Regions from separate parts of the Zea mays genome. Here region 1 is linked to region 2. Evidence: chromatin contacts called from public Hi-C data. All regions are on one chromosome and are shown on one strand. Each heading gives the region's core, a stretch centred on a gene start, on an enhancer-like site or on the middle of the called end of the contact. The rest is flanking DNA. Distances are from core to core; before and after follow the strand shown.

Region 1 (2,700 bases), core at 94-2,593, 150 kb after region 2:
ATCTTGGCCTGGCTGTGCACGCTCCGCAGCCGCACCTTCTCCATGCGCAGGACCAGGGCCATGACGAACGTGACGGCCGGGAGGATGTTTATGAGCGCCGACGCGAAGCCGGCCGAGGTCAGGTTCGCCCCCATGTAGTAGAGGTTCTGGTCCAGCACCGGTCTGCATGCACATGCGGGAACGACATCAGATCAGAGACATCATGCATGCATGCATGCATAAGTCTATTATTAATTTGTACGTACTCGAGCATGGCGAGCCCCATTATCTTGAGGAAGATGGTGATGGTCATCCTTGGCCTCGCGTTCCTGCACCACGTACGTACGTTGCATTAATGGGAGAACAAGAAACAATTAGCAGAGATCAGCTACTACTTGGGAGTAAGCATGCATCATTTTGATTTAACAACAGATGATGACAACGAGCTGTGGGAAACTTTTTAATTTGCTCTGGATGCATGCAGGTACGGAATAGAATAGGCGTGCTAGCTGCTTTTTTCCAGATTGATTAGGATCCGCAAGTGCTAGCTAGCTTAGTCGTGGAGCATGCACCATATATATATTTGCTGAAAGCGACCAGTGAAAAATGCTACGTCGCGGGCTTTGGCAGACCGAGAATGTCTTATGAACTGATCCGAAGTAAGTAGTATATGTACTCGTAGCTAGATTCGACGAGTGGCTGATGACAACGAACTGCAATGGACGAATATATACTGAATGTATATATACTGAATGCGAGTGCAAGCATGCATCGGCATATGTACGTAGCTTCATCGTCAGACATCAGTTGCAACATGGAAGTGAGCGTCGATCGATCGATGGTAATGCTTGTGCAAGCAGAGAATCGTACGTACGTGTCTGCCTAGGATGAATCATGCATGGGCACGACCTAAGGCTATCTCAATCAGCTTATCTATCCTCATTTTCATATTCAAACTTTACTGTAGGAACAGTAATATAGTCTAAAATAGTGTTTTCAGTGACCTATATGGAGGGGAGAGAAAAACGACTAGTGAGGATCGGAGCGACATGATTAATTATATATATTGTTACCTCTCGAACCAGAGCGCGAATGGCGCCATGACGGCGGTGGCGCAGAGGTTACGGTACACGACGAGGACGAAGTGGCTCATCCCGCGCTTGAGCGAGGCCACGGCCACGATGTACATCCCGGCGAAGCCTACCTGCAGCAGGACCATGGCCAGGTACGGCTTCACGTCGTTCAGAACTTTTCCCACGCCCATTTTATCTCTCAAAGCTAAGCTCTCTCCTCCAACAAGTTCCAGCTGCTAATGGCTAATAAGTAACTATACTACCTCGACCGAGGTCCTCAGCTAGTAGCTAGCTATGGCAGTGAGGAGGCAGCCGAGGTCACCCAACCATTTATATAGCCGCGCGCCGCTGTACGTACGTACATGTACATCCCGAGACGATGCCAGCAAGCTAAGTGCAGCCATTGATGGATCCGAGTCACCGGCACCCGGCTGTTGTGTGTCTGTCGCAGTGCTGGCTTAGCTAATTGTTCCCCTTGTTTAATATTCCACTTCCGGCGAAAGCAGAAGCTGCTCGATCCTACTACTACTTCAGCTTTTCCCGGCCCGGTCCGGCCCGGCCCGGCCCGGAAAATGCAGGGCCTCTCTGGCACTTATGAGAGTTAGCTTAGCCTTAAATTTTTTCTTCTAGATCACTTTTTTGGGTCATATCATCAGCATCCCATCTCCTATTTTTTCATCTTCCGCATCGGTCTTTTTAAATACTTTTCCTATACCTCACTACAACTAAAAATATCATTTTCTATGTATATTTTTCATTTACTATAATTTTTTCATCTACTAACAATTGGAAGTGAGCCCACGTAAACAGTATTTGGAGAGCAGTCAAACGCACGCCAGATCGAGGGGGAGAGAGAAACGGACCTCCGTGTGGAGCACCTGGCATGGGAGCCGCTGCGGCCATGGCGCGCATGCATGCTACAGGACAAGGGGGAGGGGGGCGTCGCGCAGCGCGCCTGCTGCGGACGCGCGGACCTGCTTCGCTTTGGCGTAGTGCATGTCGTCAGCATCGCCACGAGCTGAGTAGGGACAGCAAATGTGGAACATGCATGTTACGAATCACGTGACAAGATGTGGAATCGATCGATGCTGGGTATGCCGCCACACAAATTTTATTCAGATTCTCTTCGGTCATCGATCGGGTTTAATTCTGAAGCCGAATTGAAGGTTCTGCCGAAACAAAGCAGCAATGAACAAATGCAACAAAACAAATATCTGATGCTTATTATTGTGAACGAGGTACAGGGTATTCACACAAACATATACACATATGGTACTGGTACTTGTCCTTGTCGCCATCAGTTCCATATTGATCCCTGGAAATTAAAATACCTCTCATTTAATCCTAATTCCTAAATACGTGTCTAGTATAAGAATATCACAACGTGCGATGTGGCGCTATGGTGCACAATACTTTAATTTGTGCAATAGTATTTCAATGTATGAAGAACCCACTCTCCATGATCAGCTCAATAGTATCGCCTTATTAAAGACTCCTTTAGACCGTTCCAACAGGTTCTATAAAGGACCCTGCACCCTAAATTTTAGAGAAAATTCTCATCCTCTATGTGTTCAGGCTGTCCCCAGCAGCGTCCCCTAAATTCTATCCCCGAAAGGAATATTCTCTGTACTTTACAGCACACTCTAAA
Region 2 (2,700 bases), core at 198-2,697:
CAGTGTAACAGGTTTTCTTTGGCAAAATTGTATCATGCTGCACTGCACATGTTTGACTTATGATTTATCCATCCTGCTATATATTTTCCACCATTTTATAATTATCTTTTGGCACATATGATCACTACATATGTGAGTTGGCTCCAATAATTATCTTTGATTCCATGGAACATTTTATTTTCATCCGGACACTTGTGTCTTTGTCATAAAATCTTTTATTGCTTGCAAATTTACTATTGATGCTCAAATATTCTTTGCTTCATCAAAAAATTTCCTTGATCAATTCTGGTGATTAGAACAATTTTAGTTTTTTGGTTATAACTTTTTTCTTTCTCGGAACATTTCTCTTTGCTTGGAGCATTTTCCTTAGTATTTAGAATAATTTAATTTTTGATCGAAATAATTTTTTTCTTTGCTCAGATCAATGCTTGTTGCAACATCATAGTGCACCTGATGGGGAATCCAATATGTTTCACGTGACATGTAGGGGAAGGCACCGAAGAAGGTGAAGGTTGTAGAAAAGGGTCTTAAAAAGGGCACGATGAAAGCCCAACTTGCTAAGAGAGGTAGGAAGGCTAAGAATTGATGACATGTTGATTTCCTCGTCAGAGAAAAAAAATGCTATTGAGAACCTGAGATGGCAACAAAGATGAGAATTCTTCAACGCATTAGCCATCGTTGTGAGGCGCATCATCAGTTCAACATCATGTAGTGTTGGTTTTAGAGAGAAAGAGAACATGTAAAGCTATAAATGTTCTGTACTCTATGAGTGTTCAGCTTTGGATCATTGAAAAGATCAATATGTTCAACTAAAGTTGAATTGACCTCTCTAAAATTTATTTGACAAGGTCTACCTATGCAATAAATGGAAACCGTAGCAACGCACGAGCACGTACCTAGTAAGATAAAGAAGGTTTCCCAAAGAAATTGTACACCCTCGGAGGGGTGTGATTACAACCGACAGATACACACTACTAGGTCTTGGTGATTTTAGTGATGCGGACAAGCTAGTGCTTAAAATTTTAAATATTTTAAATGGCGTGGACAATCCCATCTATATTTGAACGTTTTTGTAAGATCTAGACTCAATATATTTTAACAATACGGTTTGTGGTTTAAACTTTTAACATCGAATTTGAATAAAGGCATCTACTCTCAGACGAACCTACAGCTTATTGTATATGATCCGGACAGTTTAAGCCTTGTCATACCATGACTGAGCACACACGACATAGTCCAAACTCCAAGCGTGCATGGGCCGTGTCGTGCCCAGCTGCACATTTGGAGATCTATACGCTGGCCGCCTCCATCACCTCCTGGCCGGCAAGCAACCCGCGCTTTGGCGCCACGCACAAGTCACCGTCGCCGAACACCGCACGCCCCCTACGAACTCACCTCAGCTCAGCTCAGCTCGCCGCAGAATCGCTTTCATCCACCCGCAAAGCCATCCTTTGCCACCCGTGCGTCAATTTCCGCGCCCCAAACAACCAAGCCTGCATTTGCTTTAAAACCAGCGTCGTCTCATGCACAATTCCATCCTCCTCCTCCGAGAGCTACAGCTGCCGATCGAGGCAGGCAGCCAGGCACCATCAAACCAACCCGACGCAAGGAACCGCAACCACCGCCTCGCCGATGTCGGCGACGACGGCGCCCGTGCGCCACCGGACGTGCCGCATGTACTGGTGCTACCAGTGCGGCCGCGCGCTCCGCATCATCTCCTACCCGTCCACCGACGTCTTCTGCCCGCGCTGCTTCGGCCGCTTCCTCCACGAGATCGACCTGCCGGCGCGCCCCGCGTTCCCGCCGCCGCACTTTCTGCCGCACCCGTTCCACCCGCAGCGCCAGCACGACGGCCACCCGCGCCGCTGGGTCATATACGGCGGGGAGCCGGCGACGACGGTACCAGGCCGCGCGTTCCGCCAGCCTGCTGCGCCGGCGCAGGGACCTGCCACGCATCCTGCTCCTGCGCCGGCGCCGGTTCGACGGCGCGTGCCCTCCCCGCCGCCGCCGCCGCCGGTACTGCGGCGGCCGACCACGGCCCCGGCCGTCGACCTCGGGAACTACTTCACGGGGCCGAACCTGAACAACCTCATCGAGGAGCTGACGCAGAACGACCGGCCGGGGCCGGCGCCGGCGCCGCCGTCGGCCATCGACTCGCTCCCGACGGTGCGGATCACCGGGGCACACCTGTCGGACGGCTCGCAGTGCCCCGTGTGCAAGGAGGACTTCGAGCTCGGGGAGGCCGCGCGGCAGCTGCCGTGCAAGCACGTCTACCACTCCGACTGCATCGTGCCGTGGCTCCGCCTGCACAACTCCTGCCCGGTCTGCCGGTACCAGCTGCCGGGAGCCGGGTCCACGTCCAACGGCGGCAGCCAGGCCGCACCTCGCGGCGGAAGCGACGGCGACAGGAACAGCAGGAACGGGGAGAGGGGGAGAGAGCCCCCGACGTTGGTGCGGTGGGGGCCGTTCTCGTGGCTGTTCCCACCGCACGGGATGGACGACCCCGACGACGCGTGGGAGCACGGGCGGCGCGGCAGGCACGACGCGGCCGACGCCGGCGGTAATGACATGACGGCCCTCCAGTCCTTTGTTCTTGTGGCAACCTGCGTTTTCTTCTTCTCGTTCTTGGTCTGAATAAAAAAAAGAAACTGGGCGATGTACGAAGACGACATGTGTTTCATCAACTTCGCGTTTTCTAAG

Evidence for each region. Hi-C and Micro-C count contacts between places; a contact is called where the count stands out from the background.
Region 1: a Hi-C map of ear shows a contact between it and region 2, with 1.8 times the contacts expected there. The contact joins the promoter of LOC103627796 here to the promoter of LOC103627791 in region 2. A contact is called at or near these places in 2 of 25 Hi-C or Micro-C datasets (ear and tassel).

What each region holds. Positions count from the first base shown.
Region 1 is chr5:218,800,154-218,802,853 of Zm-B73-REFERENCE-NAM-5.0, forward strand. It overlaps LOC103627796 (WAT1-related protein), which reads right to left and starts at 1,344. Exons shown (of 5, transcript NM_001346921.1): 1 at 1,053-1,344; 2 at 246-308; 3 at 1-162. The coding sequence starts at 1,243.
Region 2 is chr5:218,648,939-218,651,638 of Zm-B73-REFERENCE-NAM-5.0, forward strand. LOC103627791 (probable E3 ubiquitin-protein ligase RHC1A) reads left to right here and starts at 1,448. Exons shown (of 3, transcript XM_008648092.4): 1 at 1,448-2,560. The coding sequence starts at 1,633.